Regions from separate parts of the Sus scrofa genome. Here region 2 is linked to region 1. A link is a contact called in public promoter capture Hi-C data. All regions are on one chromosome and are shown on one strand. The core of a region is the stretch at or near the end of the contact, and the rest is flanking DNA. Distances in the headings are between cores, read along the strand shown.

What was found. Promoter capture Hi-C pulls out the DNA fragments that hold promoters and counts their contacts.
Region 2: a contact with region 1 is called in a promoter capture Hi-C map of liver, with 3 times the contacts expected there. The contact joins the promoter of HSD17B4 here to the promoter of TNFAIP8 in region 1. A contact is called at or near these places in 1 of 5 promoter capture datasets (liver), 18 of 47 Hi-C or Micro-C datasets (adipocytes, alveolar macrophages, brain and 11 more) and 2 of 2 datasets of contacts at active chromatin or transcription factors (alveolar macrophages and skeletal muscle).

The regions. Positions count from the first base shown.
Region 1 is chr2:123,240,256-123,244,863 of Sscrofa11.1, reverse strand. TNFAIP8 (TNF alpha induced protein 8) reads right to left here and starts at 1,613. Exons shown (of 2, transcript NM_001244505.1): 1 at 1,430-1,613. The coding sequence starts at 1,502.
Region 2 is chr2:123,311,398-123,315,550 of Sscrofa11.1, reverse strand. It overlaps HSD17B4 (hydroxysteroid 17-beta dehydrogenase 4), which reads right to left and starts at 2,068. Exons shown (of 24, transcript NM_214306.1): 1 at 1,942-2,068. The coding sequence starts at 1,999.

The sequences.
Region 1 (4,608 bases), core at 364-2,863:
TGTTCTGGGAGACTGCTTTTCCACCTTCTCCCCACTCCCTTTATATCAAAAGAACAAGAAAAAGAAAAAAGAACAAAAAACAAGCCTGGGAGAAAAATACCAGTTCAAATGCTGCTCATAATTCATACAAAAGTTCACCACTGGATTCTCTGAGCCCATTTCCTATGTGCCGTGGACTACTTCTGACTTACTGTAAATTGCCATTTAAAAGACAGAAAAGGAAAGCGTCCAGCAGCAGGACAGAGAACACAGCAGCAAGGAAACATTAACCGCCCCCCCAGCTCCACATCAAGCTCAAAAACAGTGCTCCTAGCTGTCATTTTTCATTCACACCAGCCCCATATTTCTATTACACAAGCCTCTTTTTTACTGACTGCTTCCCTTGCAGGGCACAAGGTAAATGCCAGCCCTTTACTTTGGGAGGGGAATCAATAAAAGACAAGATGAGGAAAAGAGTTTCAAGGGCTCCCTCTGACTGATATCTAGCAAATGGAGAAATGATGGGGTTCCTTTCTGCTCCTCAGAGCTGCCCTGATTGACTTGAAAGTTACCAGTTTCTTCAGAGGCTACTTGAAAAGAAATTTCAGTCTCCTTTCTTATTCTCTAATTTTCCCCAACCATCCCCACTCCTACCTCAACTCACAAGAGGGCTTTTGTATACATGAAGCTTCAGGAAACAAAGCATACAAACACTCACGCACAAATAAACTCCCCACACTAACACCCGCGTATAATTGTGTTTGGGTTGGAGCTTTTCCAGCCCTGTCACCCGTTCTCTGTTAGGAGTAAGTGAAACCCTTGGCTTCGGCAAAGTTAGAAACAGACAAACTCAGTTTCAAGCTGCACAAGGCCTCCCTCATATCGTGCATGCGCCCCCCCCCCCCCACAAGCCCCCAACAAAATAAATCCGTGGCTAAAAAGCCAGCAAGGAAAAAAAGAAAAAAGAAAAAACCTACTCTCCGAATAAAAATTTTTCACTTCTCCCCCTCGCTTCCCCTTTTGGCCGGAAACACAGCTTTTCCAACTTCTGAAACCCGTTTCAAGGGACCCTAGACTCTTAGGGGTCCTATTCCAGAGGATCCGGCTTTCAACTGTCCTGATACAGGCAGGCAGCGCTCTTCCAAGGATAGTTTGCTTTCTTGGAATCAATACTGGGGCCGTTTCGTTTCCAGGGAAATCTCAAAGGCAGCTTTTCTTGGGCTGGCCGAGCTAGGTCCGACTCTCCCTCCCCTCTCCTCTGAACTGCCGCTGGTTGACAAGGGTACAGGGTTCGGCGCATTCCGGTCTAAGGGAGCTTCGAAGGCGCAGGGAAAGCAGACAAAGTACCCATCGCTCCCTTTTAAACTCCCGTCTGGTCCCCTACTCCGCACTACGTCCACATTCCTCCGCAGAACTTGGTGGGAGCCCCCCAGCGATATCAAAAACATACCTTCCTTAGATTCTTCTGCTTCGGAGTTCATGGTGTCAGGGTGAGCAGCTGCAGGGGCGACCACCGCTGACATGGACTCGGACGAGCTGCAAATGTGCTTGGACGCCAAAACCCGCACACGACAGAAAATAAAAGGAAGGAAAGCCACTAAAATCAAAACCTCCGCGGGGCGGGAGGGCTGGTTCTAGTGCAGGGATTTTCAGGGGGAAAGTTCTGCAGAGTGACGAATCGCGTCTCAGTTGGGCGGCAGGAGTCCGCCCCCGGGGCCCGCGCGCCCCAGCCCGTCGTCGCCGGGAACCGGCGGCTGGTGGCTGGGTGCATGCAGGTGGGGCTGACTCTGCGCTGGGGCCAGCACGGCAGGGGCGGGGGAACCTTCAGGGTCCCAGACCCGCCATGCCTGGGAAATCTATACACAGGGAAGAAAGAAAGTCTCATCTCAGCTCGCGCTGGTGTTTTACATAAATCATAAATGCATAGGCAGGCACAGAAATGCTTCTGAATCTTTAGGTTGCTTTTTTGCAGGCCCGTGTAACTTTCCGAGTCTCGGGATCTTAGCCGCCCAAAATGAACGCTTTTCAAACTGCTCGGTTTCGTACGTTACTTTTGGAAGAAAGTAATAGGGATATGGATCCATGGGGCTGGAAAGACCTGCTTCACAAGCCCAAGATGGGGGGCCTTTTGAAGAAAGAGTGTGTGTGGGGGGGGCCCTCACCCCTTACCTTTGCACAGGAAAAGCAGACTAGGCGGTTTACTCATTCAGTATAATCAGAGCGATCACTCTTACTCAAACCCGACCAGGTGAACTACCGCCTCTGCAGCTGCCCCAAGGGCCCTCCGCAAAGGAAGGGGAGGACTCCTCCCAAGGAACTAGTAACTCCTTGGGATTAATTCCACCCAAAAAGCCCCAAAGAGGGGAGATATTTATGCTTCTGAAATGCTGACAAAAGCTGGAGAGCCTGGAGAACAGATCTCAATTCTGCCCCCTGGTCGTGTCCACAAGCTCCTACAACTGGCTGAATAGGAGTCCTCAATCTTTCCTTGAGAAGTGGGGACAGGGGCTGGCACCCACATACCTGTCTTACTGAGGTATTTTGCAGAGCTCTAGTTTTATTACCAATCTAGGGCAAGAGATCCTCAAATAACATACCTGAAAGATCCATTAGGAAATTGTGAGAAAAGTTACATTCTTTTAATAAATTTATTTTCCAGCTGCTTTCTTTTTCTTCATTTCCTCCCTTTTTTTAATATGGGCAAAAAAAAAAAAAAAAAAGCAAGAAGAGAAGCTCTACAGTACATCAGGAAGTTCAGTGAAAAGAATATACAAAAGATAGACATTTAAATAGACATTTCTCCCTCTCCTCCTCTGGAAAAGGAGGATTAAAAAAAGTATTATGTATTATACAGATTTATGTGTTGTATTAAGTAAGGTAATATAAGCAAAAAGTGATATGAAAACCGTAAAATCCAACACAGATTATTACAAACTACTGCACCATTAAAAGGTAAATTTTTGTAAAAGATGCTTTTGGGTTTTATTTCAATATTGACTGTGAACAGACAAAAGGGGGGGTTTATGCTATTCACAAGCAGTGAAGAAGTTATTATACATATTAATATAAGGCGCTAGATATTAAATCACTTCCTACTGCTGAGAGATTCTCACATGCCCAAGACACCAAGCAAAATTTTATCTCAGTTTCACTGAAAGGGCAGGATGATGAGAGGAAGACATAGCCAGTCAGAGAGGAGAAACATCTGGAAAATATCAGTATTGTAGAGCCTTCCGGAAAATGACCTCACTACCAAAAGGGTAAGAGCTGCACCCTTTTGAAAGTCACAGTTAACTGTGAGGTCCCCTCTGCCACACGGCCTCCTGAGCTGGCTGGGAGGTGCTAAGCCTCGTACCTTCCCTCTGTAACTTCAGACTCGTGGGGGAGACACGAAGGTCATTCTGAACCCAAAGAAATGCTCCTTCACTGGTCAGAATCCACCTTCCCTGTCTTATCCAAGCAGTCATTCTGGGAGCCTCCCCAGCCCACCAAACACCTACCATCTGTCCTTTCCCTCCCCGCCCCCCCAGCAGCCCAGACTCTCACAGATGTCCACCAGGAACCCCTCAGGATCTCACCAGGGCTGTCAACTCACAAAGATAGCTCCCATTCATCTATAATTGGAGTAAGATGCAACACCTTTTCAAGGTGATGATTATGCAAATTCACACAACCCAAATTCCAGGCCCCAGTAGCCACAGGAAGGACTCACTTTCACCCTGTTCTTTCAGAAAGTACCCCCATGAGAATGATTTATTAATGTCCTTTTGCAAATCCAATTTAAGTACACACCACATAAGGTGTGTTAAAATACAGGTCCTTAATGTCCAACTTGTTTTTACACTGGGTTCACCAAAAGGCCTTCAGCCCTGCTCAGGTCAGCCAAGGAGAACAACTGCTGAATGAACAGTTCAAGCGCTGCTGTGTCAGCCGCCTAATTCAATTTAGAGTCATTTTAGCAGCTAGGTTGATCTTTGAACTTTCTCTGTGATCCTCAGGAAACCTGGCAAGAAACTTCTTTTATATTTAAATGTAGTCTGGCAGTCACCTTGGGAAGAATGTCCTGATGGAACTCAAGAGCAAGGCATGCTGTTTATTTCAAAAGATGGTATCATAGCTTCTCTCCACTGTGTCTTACCCTCCCTACAAAAACCACTCTTCTTTAGAATCCAAATTTCTAGAATCCAAAGTGTCCATGTCTTTCTCAGAAGTTCTACAGACCTGTGTTTCGCTGTTTGGAAGCATTTATTTCTATGTTCTGTGGCTAACTGAAATTGTCTCTCAATTTCCTTAGCCCCCTAAAAGGAGAAACCAGCTGATTGTGTTAGTAAAATAAAGTATTAGTTCAGTGTCTGCCTTGAATGAGCTCTTTCTGACTTCTCACTTCATGCCTCCGAGGTACAACCGTATAATATGTAACATGAGAAAGTCAGTTAAACGGTTTATACATTTTGTATGTGTTCTAGGAAATCATCAGAAAAACTACCCAGGGCTTTCTATGTTTATTTTTTCCACAAGACTCTCTGGTAGTAGCCTAAAAATAGTAGATATTCAATACATATTCATTGAATAAGAAGAAAAAAGATTACATGGATAAGGATGCTCCACAGTCCTCATATATAACCTCAA
Region 2 (4,153 bases), core at 819-3,318, 70 kb before region 1:
TGTTTTCGTGAAGCCTAGACCATTCTTAACTCCTTATGGGTCTTCCATTAAACTATTCAAAATTACAAGCTAAACAACAGCACCTGAATACTGCAAAGATATTTCTGTTCATCTCTAAAATAAGAGTGGTTTGGAGGTGGACTACTTCCCAGACTCAGACCCAGGACAAGCAGGCAGGGAGGCTCTCATGGACATTCTCCTGGGATGTTCAGCAATGCCTCAGTTCTAGGTAGGTATTCTCAAATCACAACTGTAAGACCTCAAGGACAACAGCCTTTGTCCTGAATTAGATTGGAATTAGATCTCAATCTCTCATAAATGATGGCCTAGTGTGGACCTTACAACAGTCTCAAATTTACCACAAAATTATATTCCACCCTCAGATAGTATTCAAGTCTAATGGCCAGTAATTGTACCATAATCCAGGCTCTTTAAAATACAAATCTGTTTATGAACAGGAGATGCTAAATTCATAACTGTCAAGCCACAACTCATTAATACTTCACAAAATCAATTTAGTGGACTGCAATCTGTATTTCTCAATGAAAGAAGCAGAAAAGTTCAAAGTGCACTGCATTTACTATGCACCACGTCATGAATTTCTTTCAAATATAGATGGCGGGGTGTGCACACACACACCAGGTCTTGGTGTAAAATGTATTTCATAGTGTGGATCACTCACTGTCAAAAGAGATTTAAAACAGGAGACACATTCCTTATTTCCATTCCGTCAAAGTGTAAACAAAATGTTTTTCCAAAACGGATCATTTTAGAATGAATGATCATTTTAGAATGAAGTATTTAGCTACAGGTACAAAATACTTGGCTACCAACTAATACTAAAGACATTTTTCTGAACAGAAGCATAAGAATTTACTTTATTAATGGAGATGTGAAGGTACAAATGAATTAACTGACAGAATTCCATTGTTTGTGATTTTTAACATACAATTCAAATTAATTCTTCATTAAATCCATAAGGCACTACCAGTGGGGGATCAATTAAGACCAAGATCCCTGCACTTGGAGGTCGGAGAGGTCGTGTATTGGTGGTAAAAATAGAAAACCTCAACGCAAAGCATTCGCGTGGGTATGACTGGTTTGTTTTAATTCTGTCCTTTAAAAATAGGGTTATTTCTCATAACAAATCACCATTTTGCTTCGGAAGTACAGGAAGATCTGGCCCATGTCAAAAAGGCCTCTGCTCCTCAGCTCCTGCTGTCCCCATGACACTCTCAATTACGTCCTTTATCAGGCACTGAGTTCACAACCCACGCCAAGACTCCAGTGGACTAGTCAATATGGTGCTTGGCTTGATATACATACAAAGTCCAACCAGGAGGAATCCAATCAGATTTTTTTTTTTTTCTTTTTAAGGAAGGCCCTCTAAAGAACTTAAAATCATCCAACAAAGGGAAGGATGAGTGACTTTTTAAAAGCAAGGGACTGACATATCTGCTACACCGGGGGTGACTGCAGCTCCCAGACGGCTTTTCCACCACATTTAAAAGACTTAAAGCGGCCTAGATAGTCTACTGGCAGGAAGAGTCCCAATGGATACTCACGGATGAGCTCCTGAAAGACCTTTCACCTAGTTCTGCAACCCGCAGCCCAACGAAGCCTCTCTCCTCAGGCAAGATCCTAAACCCTGAGAAGTCCACACGGGTGGGGGCTGCACCAGGAGTTTCTGGCTCTCCACTCAAGACTGGCCAGCCCCACCTCCCCCGCCTCAGCAGATTCGGCGTCGGGAGGACAGTCGTTGTCCGTCCTCCCACCACCCCCAGGGGATCCAGCCGCTCACTCCGCTAGCTGCCCCGCCACCGCTGTCCGCAGTCCCGACGCTGAGACCGCAGCCACCGCTGCGAGAGCAGCGGGACCGAAAAGGAGTGCTCCGGGATAGGAGCGACCCGGACGTCAGCCTTCCAACCTTTGCATGCCTACCTCCCCCGGCACCGGTGACCAGCACCACACGCCCGTAGAAGTTCAACATCGAGGCCATAAGTCCGGCCTGCAGAAGAACCAGCACAGCTCACACTGCCGGACAGGGAAAACCTGAGGCGAGGAGGAGCGGCGCCGAAGGCATTAACCGGCCAGTTTCTGGGTAAGAGAGTGACGTAGTATTTTTCCAAGTGCGCCTGCGCGGCCAATCCCTTGGAACTCTGGGAAATGTAGTCCACCGTGCCTCCAGGCGCTGCTGGACCCTGCCCAGGAGGCTTGGGTTGAAAGGGCTAGTTCTGCTGCGGAAGTAAAGGGAGCTGATGGGACCTTTGTGGTAAAATGGCTGACTGGGCCGACCTTGTATTTATCCATTCACCCGTCCCTTTGTCATTCACTCAACAAGCGTTTTCTGGATCTTGGCGAGGATGCAGCCCCTATCCTTAAGTAGCTTTCAAAAATAGCTCCTGAGAAGTAGAGGTACTCTGACCAATGGGTAAAAGATTTCTCAGAATGGACCTCTGGGAACTGTCAAAAATGCAAAGTACTGAGCCCCCACGCTGACATCCCAAATGGAATTGATTGACTCTACCGGTCCTGGAGTCTGAGACTGGCCAAGACCGCTTGTTTCTGCCAGGAAGGTTTTCTTTTTCCACTTGGCTTCACACAGCCAATAATGAAATCGATGTTGAAACTGGAACAGCACGAGCTTTATTTAATCACCAAAGAATGGAGAAGCGGAAACTTAGGTCACAAATCAATTTCTAAACCCAATTCAGATGGAGACACCACACATGTAGGACGATGGAGATAAAAGGGAGGTAATTAGGAAAAGTGGGAGGAATACTCAGTCATGACTTAACCAAGAACATCGATGTACTTCGGATCCAGAACTGAAAGAACACTCCTCCGTAGTCTTCGTAGTCTTCGTATGGGCCTTTCCCATTGTTGCTGTGGTAATTGTCAAGGGACAAAGCACTGGTAGGTGTCATTTAGTGTGCTAATCTATTGCAATGAATGTATAATGAGGCTAAAAGTCTACTGGAAGTCAAATGTTCTCTGGCACCTGGTTTGTTCTAACCTGTACTTGTTTTTCTCTTTGCAGCTTCCTCCTGAAACTTAGACTAGAGCAACTGGTTTCCATTCAAGGAAGGGGAAGGGGTATGATTCTGGGGCAATAGTCTTGGCCACAAAATATCAAGGGACAAAAAAAAAAAAAAAAAATGTCCAGGGGTGATTCTAAATAACTTTTGCTTTTGGGGGTTGAATATAGTCATATTATTAAGCACCTAGGGGTAGTAAGCACAAGTTTACAGATGAAAAATAAGGTGTCCCTGAGCTATTCAAAATTAGGTGGTATAACTTTACCTACAGTACAGCATGCTAAGACTTGTGCCGAAATAAACAAACCCTTTCCCTTCCGGTGAGAAAAGGGGAAAACTTTCCAAAGGAGATGACAGACTTAAGAAGTGTGCTTTGCAAATAGAGGATATTATAGGTAATAGAAGTAGAAGTACTAGCTTGACAGAGGTGGAGGTAAGTTCACGAAAGTAAGCAGAATCAGTCAGATCACATTTAGGTGTTTAAATTTTGAGCTTAAAACATGTTAAGCAAGATTACTCCAGAGAAATGTTTACATCATGAAAAGGTCATTTTGCCCCACTACTGAGAATTGACTGGAGGTGAACAGAGAGAACAGATAGACACCTATTGGAGAAAACTGTAGAGACCAAAAGTAATGCAGAGGAAATATGGAAGGAGGGGGCAGTAATACAGAGGTATATTTGGAAATGGAGTTAATAGGTCTTTTTTTTTTTTTTTTTTTTTGGCTTTTTGTCTTTTTTTGTTGTTGTTGTTGTTGCTATTTCTTGGGCCGCTCCCGCGGCGTATGGAGGTTCCCAGGCTAGGGGTTGAATCGGAGCTGGAGCCACCGGCCTACGCCAGAGCCACAGCAACGCGGGATCCGAGCCGAGTTTGCAACCTACACCACAGCTCACGGCAACGCCGGATCGTCAACCCACTGAGCAAGGGCAGGGACCGAACCCGCAACCCCATGGTTACTAGTCGGATTCGTCAATCACTGCGCCACGAAGGGAACTCCTAATAGGTCTTTTTGATTAATTGGACATGGATGTGAGACAAGAACGACTGGAATAACCTCCATACTTCCAGCTTGAGTATCTAGGGTAGGGTGGGCCATTCATCAAAATAAGGAATA